Linked DNA regions of Mus musculus: region 1 is linked to region 2. The links are chromatin contacts, called in public HiChIP or PLAC-seq maps. All regions are on one chromosome and are shown on one strand. Each heading gives the region's core, a stretch centred on a gene start, on an enhancer-like site or on the middle of the called end of the contact. The rest is flanking DNA. Distances are from core to core; before and after follow the strand shown.

Region 1 (3,766 bases), core at 1,213-3,712, 270 kb after region 2:
CTGAGTAATGTGAGCAGATTAAAGACATTAACAAAGAGCCACTGGTTTTAACCACAGCCCCTGGCTCTAGTTACTGCTTGCTACATTAAGAGCATTAAATGAATAATTATCCTGCTTCCAAGACTTGCAATTGGAAAGGTCTGATGTCATTTTAATCCAAAGATTTAAATAATTGCTTTTGAAGCCAAGAAACAGGCTCTTGCCTACCTAAAGGTTTAGGTACCGTAGTGGAGAATTCTAGAATTGGTTCTTAAGAAGAAAAGCCTCTCTGCCCCTCCCTACCTGATCCTGTATAAAACTCACTCAGCAGTGTCCTGTAAACTGACAAATCCCCAGCTAGCAGAGCCATGAGCTCTGGGATGTGTCAGCACTGGGTCGGATGTAGGCCTGCGAGTGCAGCCTCACTGTTCCTCAGAGCAGTGAAGAACACTGAGGAAGAGAGCTTGGAGGAGGCAGTGCTTTTAGTGCTGCAGTGTGACAGTTCTGATTCCCTGGGGAGGAATGGTCATGGCCATTGCTGCCCCTCGAGCAGCCATCTAGTCCCTGCTGCTGAAAACTGCCCAGGCAGTGGGCACTCTTTCCTGCGCAGCCAAAAACTGCTGGAAGTTTTTGAGTTGAGGAAAACTCTTGCCATAAACCTTTTGGTCCCTCAAAGTCACTGTCGTGGTGGACTGAGGGTGCACGTTGGAAACAGTCTCCAGTATTCCTGGGACTGACTCATAGGGCAACCCTTCAAAAATGCCCAGAAGAAAGGCAGGAGAAAGACCACAAACTCCAGACACTCACCCCCTTATCTCAGCTCATTCCTGGAACACTTTGCCACGGAGGCCTGTGGGGCTGGCCGGTAACAGCAGAGAACCCGTAAAAACATCAGATACAATGTATATCTGCTGTTCCTGTCACTAGGGAATCTGAGGCGGGAAGATCCAATGTACCCATGAGATAACATAATGAGATCCCCATCTCCAAAAAAACTGATACAAAGAAACTAACAAGCCTTCATTGAGCCAAGGATCCATGAAACCAAGTATCCACTGAGACAAGGACCCACTGAGACAAGGACCTTCACCTCCCACCCTCACTGTGCTCTCTATGGCACTGACCCACTGGGGCTTTCCTCAGCTCACCGATGTAGCTAGGGACCGGAAACAGCCTGTAGGGATCCTCTAGGTGGCCCAAAGGTAGAGAACCCCTTTACTGTCTGCTAAGACATGGAGACAAGTGCAGCGTACGTAAGGTGCGGCAGTCATGTCATCTCTCAGATGTGAACAGTCAGGGCTTCACCTTCCCCAGCAGAACCACTAAGCTGCAGACATTGCGAGAAGGGAGGAGATAAAAAAGGAACGGAACCGAATTTCCAAATATGCACTGTAAGAATTTATGGAAATCAGAGAACCTTTTCGTTTTTCTTTTTCAGGGATGAAAACTAAATTTACCTTGGGAAAGGGGGGAGTTCTGCGGGAAGGAGGCTGAGGCAAATTCTCTTCACAGACTTCTTTTCCCACGCAGACTCCCACGTGGCTCTCACTGGGGCCCTTCAGTCTGAAAACCAAGGCAACCATTTTCTTAGCAACCAGGGAGCCAGTCTGATACCCAACCAAACCACCCCTCCCTAAAATAAAGTCATTGCCATGGGCCACACCAGCTGGCTGGAGAAGGGGAAGCAAGCCGGTTGACACCCCCTTCTAGAGGAAGCATTGGAAATTTTTGTGTATTTTGTTTTTATTTGTTTGCTTACTTGATTGATGGTGGGGTTTGCTTTTATAGAAATCAGGGCTTATTATGCAATCCAAACTAGTGCAGTCATTTAGCCCAGGCTGGCCTCAAATTAATAATTAGTCTCCTGTATGTTCGGTTTATAGGCGTGCCCAGCTTTGGGGAGGATTTCATTTTTATTTTATTGGTGTCACTGGGGTTGAAGTCCTGTGAACCTGTGATATATATCTCTCTCTCTCTCTATATATATATATATAGAGAGAGAGAGAGAGAGAGTTTATCATAGGGAGGGGAGTTAAGAGGGTAATAAAGGCAAATAAAGGCAGAGAGAGAGTAGAGAAGTAGAAGAATAGAGGCTGGCCATGAGCATGGGGGGGGGGGGGGCGGGGAATGGGGAAGGAGCAAGGGGACAGAGAGGGAGCAAGAAGCCAAGAGACCAAGAGAAGGAACAAGAGAGCAAGTTCAGGTTCTTGAAGAACATCTTCACTAGATGAGGAACTGTTTCATTTCCTGTAACTTGAGGAGGGTCTTGCAGTCCGAGCGATCAACACACGGAGGTTGGAGTGGCCACAAGCTAAGCAGCTCTCTGCCTTAGCTATCTAATCATTCTTTTTATTTTGGCTTCCTACATAATCAGAGAGACCCTTTATTCAGTGTCTGTTCCGTGCTGAGAGTCCCACAGTTCTGGGGACGGACCTGCGTGGCTCTAGGGAGGGAGCCTGGGAAGGAGGGCGTGTCTTGGACCGGGCTGTAAGCTCCTCCCCTCACAGTCAGCCAGAGCAGTTCCCGGCTGACCTGTATGTAGGGGCCACGTGAGGCGGTTGAAAAGCTAGGTCTTTCTCTTAAGAGAGATAGGACTAAGACGAAGTAAAGGAAGAGAAACAGAAAGGAAGTATGGAGGGGTGGAGAGAGATGCTACAGGAAGAGAAGGAAGCACGAGAGTAGGAAAGGGGAGAGAGATGGAGGTAGGAAGAGAGAGAAAGGAGAGGATGCACCCTGGGTAGCTACCTCAGCTCTGGCTGCAGCCTCACTGAAGGTAGGACACTACCCTGTGCTCTGGAAGCAGCAGACATGTGCGTGGTGTCGGTCCATCCCTTTCCTGCTAATGGAGAGGGCATTTCTGCCAGACACACTGTCCACAGCTCCCACTTTCTGCTAAGGGCCGAGGCACCTGGTGGATATTTTAGCTTGTTTAATTCCATGTGTGTATGCGTATGCTTGTGTATGTATTAGTGTAGGTCTGTGCATGTGTGTGCAGATACACATCTGTGGTAAGGAGGCTAGGCTGGCTACCAGCAAGCTCCGAGGGATCTGCCCACAGACATGCACCGCTGTGCTCAGCTTTTATGTGGGTGGTGGGGATCTTAACTCGGGGCCCAGTGCTTGCACAGTAAGCATTTTACTGACTGAGCTGTCTCTCCCAGCACCCAGTTTGTTTCATTCTTACCGCTGCCCACCAAAAAGTGGCTTAACCTTCTTCATGGTCCTACAATTAATAGCGAGTATCTGGTCTGGTATTAGAGAGAAGGGACTTTCCCTTTTATCTTAACGTGAAGGAAACCTGAGAAGGGTCAGCGGACAAGCACCCTTTACTCACAGATTTAATAAAGACAACCACCTGTCCAGAGGAAGATACTCTGTATCCTGTTTTCTCTCTGTGCCAGTGGCTCTCACCCTTCCTTCCCTTTAATACAGTTCCTCATGTTGTGGTGACCCCCCCAACCATAAAATTATTTTTATTGTTACTTCGTAACGGTAATTTTGCTACTGTTATGAATCGTAATGTAAATGCCTGTGTTTTCCGCTGGTCTTAGGTGACCCCTGTAGGAGGATCGTTCACATCTCCCCCCAGGGAGTCACGACCCACAGGTTGAGAACCATTGCTCCATAGTGAGGGCTCTCTTTGTTCTTTGCTCTCTCCAGAGCTGGAAGAGTCTCAGAGAAAGTGCCCACCATGCTGGTATAAGTTTGCCAATACTTTCCTCATCTGGGAGTGTCACCCCTACTGGATAAAACTGAAGGAGATTGTGAACCTGATCGTCATGGACCC
Region 2 (3,589 bases), core at 445-2,944:
GGGGCCAGGACCCAGCACCCCTGTCGTTGAATTGAGCGCTCAGAGGGGACCAGAGGCATTCTGGGAAGGCCAGGAGATCACAGCGGGGAAGTTTACTGAGCTTGCTTACTTAGGTGAAGGGTGACACTTTACCAGGCTTTGGGATCACCAACATTTCCTGCTGCAGATAATGGGCCGCCGCTGTCTTTGCTTCTCGTCCCTTGGGTGTGAGACTCGGTGGTTTGGCCTTTGCTCCCACCTCCCTTTCACTTAGCTCTTCGACCTTCAGCACTGTGTGATCTTAGTCAGGTCCCAACTTGACCTGAGGGACCTCAGACTGCTCCAGGGTAGGCTCATGACCTCTTACTCTGCCTTGGAGCGTGAAAGAGACTGTTTGGCTTTTCGAGGAGTGCCAGCCGATGTGTGTACCTCAAATTCTGAAGCTGTTATTAATGAGTTCACTTTGGGAATAAGAAGTTGATTAGCGTTCATTAGTTATGGGAAACAAAGGTTTCATTATGACACTTCGTAGATGTATATATAATGCACTTTGATCATTTTCAATCTGTTTCTTTTAGTGATTTGTGTGTGTGTGTTGTACATGCAGGTCAGAGGTCATCTATCTATCTATCTATCTATCTATCTATCTATCTATCTATCTATCTATCTGATTCAGAATCTCTCTAAGTAACCCTAGCTGTCTGAGAATTCATTATGTAAATCAGGCTGGCTTCAAACTCAGAGATCCACCTGCCTCTACCTCTCTAGTGTGGGGATTAAAGGTGTGAGCCACCCCCCCTTTCATTTTTGCATTTCAAGAAAAGGCCTCCTGTAGCTAGCCAAGCTGGTCTCAATCCTCGTGAGTCAGCCTCTCAAGTGCTGGGATTAGACAAATGAACCACCATGCCTGACTATGATTTTAAAGGTGACTTAAGTCTTCATAATGACTAGCTGTCTAATTTGGAGGTGCCTGCTGTAGACTTATCCCTAAAACACTGCGTTCTCTCCTAGCAGGGGTTGGGGAGGGCTCCCTTCCCCACTGCATGGGAAGGTTCTGATGCACCACAGGGCAGAAGGGGACACCCTGACCTCCGCTGGTGGCAGCCCACTTAAAATTTGGCTTTCATTAATTGAACACGGTGACACACACCTCCAATCCAAGCAGCTGAGAGAGGGAGACAGGAGGATCAGGGTTCAAGGTCACTGTTGGCTAAATAAGTTTGAGACCATTGTGGGCTGCATGAGACCCTAACTCAAAAAGGGGGGAGGGGCATCGATGTGTCTCAGCAGGTGAAAGCACTTGTGCAACCTCTGATCCCTGAGTTTAGTCCCCAGAACTTACATGGTAAGAGAATCGATTCCCAAAAGTTGTCCTTGTTCTCCACACAAGCACCCACACTCACTCACACCCACGGTACTAATAAAGAAAAGAAAAGAACATGATTTCTGTTAAATGACAAGTTTATATGTGTACTAAATAAAGGGAAAATCGGGCACCAGGACAAGATGCCTCCCAACCTGCTGTCCGGCTCCTGAAGAAGTCATCCACACATGCTCACAACCATCCTTAGGCACTTCTGAGGTGGCAGGCTCAGATTCTCTCAGCTGCAAGGACTTGAGATGGGCCTTCCTAGAAGCTTTGTAAATTTCATTATCTTCCCGCACAGGCTGCTGTTTGTTGCTCTACCATTTAGGTTCTGGTTTGGAGTGCTCTGCACTTCCGTCTCCTTTTTTCTTTTTTTCAAGGGGCTTCCCCACCATAGCGCAGGAAGTTCAGTGAGGAGCAGATCTGCTGAAGCAGAGAGACAAGGCAGCTTTGTGAGCTGGTGACGTCAGTTCTGCCCCTTATGGCTCCCTTCCTCCCACTCTCAGGCCCTGGAGAGAGACAGCGGCTTCTGAGTGTGGCAGACTCAGGGGAGGGGAGTCTTGCCCTTCACAGAGAGGGCTAGCCTCTTATCCAGAAACACTTGTGGGGGCCAGGCGAGGTGCCTCTGTGGGGAAAAGTACAATCCCAATGAGCTGAGTTTGATCCCCAGATACCACACCAGCATAGGCCAGAAATCACAGAAGTGTGATGATGTAGGTTAGAAGTGCGGACTGGGTTAAGGGCACTGACTGTTCTTCCAGAGGAACGGAGTTCAAATCCCAGCACCCACATGGCAGCTTACAACTGTCTGTAACTCCAAGATCTGACGTGCCCACATAGATGTACATGCAGGCAGAATGCCAGTGCACATAAAATAAAGGGTAAATAAACTTTTAAAAAAGTCAGGAGGTTAAAGGTCGTCTTGACTGCAAAGTAAGTTTGAGGCCAGCCTAACAAAACCAAAAATCTGAAGCCAGTGGCGTATACTGTAATCCCAGTGTCTGGGAGTTGGAAGCAAGAGAGATCCGGAGTCCTTGGCTACATCCAGGCCAGACTCAGGAACATGAGACCCTATCTCCAAACCAAACCAGAACCCAACTCTAAAACAACAGCCAAAACCCAAAACAAAGTGCGGTTTGTTTATTTTTTTAATGCTTTTAGTCTCTGGTAAATAATAAACAACACTACCTTCTAATCCTACAGTGTTGTTGGTGGCTTTCTCCTTCCTTCCTTCCTTCCTTCCTTCCTTCCTTCCTTCCTTCCTTCCTCTTCCTTCCTTCCTTCCTTTAAAGATTGTTTTGTTATGGTTGTTGGTGCTTTGAAATAGGGTTTTTATTTATATACAACTCAAGCTGGCCTAGAGCTGCTCTGTGGTGTCCACCAGAGATGACTGCGCACACACAGTTTAAACCGATACGAAGTCTATTAGCCGGCCCCGGCCAGCAGGACACTGGGTGTTATAACGAGATCCCTGTGTAGCCAAGTCTTTTCTCTTTAAGGATAAAAACCACATTCTGTTGACACATTTCAGTTAGCAAGAACAGTTAGCTAGAAGCAGAACTACAGAAGCCAAAGCAAGGTTAGTACGCTCTGAGACTTTCCCAGAGCCGTGGACTTAGGTGGATTAGGTCTGTTTTAGTTGCAGGTGGTGCTGTCTACGGGCTGAGTTTCACACTCTGGATGGTGCTTCCATCACGGGGTCAACTGTGCTAAGATCTGTGGCCCTGTCACAGGGTTACATCCTCCTGCCTCAAACAGTGGGGTACCACCGTATCTGGCCTCTAAATACTGTTGAAGTCTGCTGTGCTGGCCTCTGTGTGAGCACAGGTACACGGAGATACAAAGACAGGCAAGCCTTCGCTCTTTTCTAGATCCCAGTGGTCAGACTGGGGAGCCTGACGGTTATAAGAGGATTTAAGCCTGGGTAGAGGTCAGTACTAGAGTATAGCAAATGAGATATTTGTCTTATGTGGAAAATTTAGGGGGCAAAGTACCCAATAATCAAGAGAAATGTGTATTTATATATGTGAGAGACAAGGTTTTGTGCAGTTCAGGTTGGCCTGGAATTCATTATTTAGACAAAGATGTTGTTGAACTTGTGATTCTCCTGCCTTTTGCTTCCAGGTGATAAGATTGCAGGCACACACTACCATGCCCTGCCGAGAAATGATGTTTTAACTCAACATGTTAAAAATATGAGCTGGCAGTGATAGTGTACACACTTAACCCCAGCACGTGAGATGC

What was found. HiChIP or PLAC-seq counts read pairs in DNA pulled down with a chosen protein or histone mark.
Region 1: an H3K4me3 HiChIP or PLAC-seq map of craniofacial prominence shows a contact between it and region 2, with 2.8 times the contacts expected there. The contact joins the enhancer-like site here to the promoter of I730030J21Rik in region 2. A contact is called at or near these places in 5 of 39 promoter capture datasets (the 3T3-L1 cell line, embryonic stem cells, liver and 2 more), 9 of 115 datasets of contacts at active chromatin or transcription factors (T-cell acute lymphoblastic leukemia, craniofacial prominence, embryonic basal ganglia and 5 more) and 2 of 9 other capture datasets (embryonic stem cells and pancreatic islet).

Annotation. Positions count from the first base shown.
Region 1 is chr15:101,004,414-101,008,179 of GRCm38.p6, forward strand. Scn8a (sodium channel, voltage-gated, type VIII, alpha) reads left to right here. Exons shown (of 26, transcript NM_011323.3): 13 at 3,640-3,766. Among named protein-coding and RNA genes, the nearest start is that of Fignl2, 48 kb to the right of the region's middle. Within about 2 kb of position 2,463, at least 119 of the 459 cell types and tissues checked have an H3K27ac peak or open chromatin away from gene starts, as enhancers often do. A contact at or near this core is called in craniofacial prominence, neural tube and pancreatic islet, where this site is marked.
Region 2 is chr15:100,731,043-100,734,631 of GRCm38.p6, forward strand. I730030J21Rik (RIKEN cDNA I730030J21 gene) reads right to left here and starts at 1,695. Exons shown (of 3, transcript NR_045782.1): 1 at 1,498-1,695; 2 at 1,322-1,396.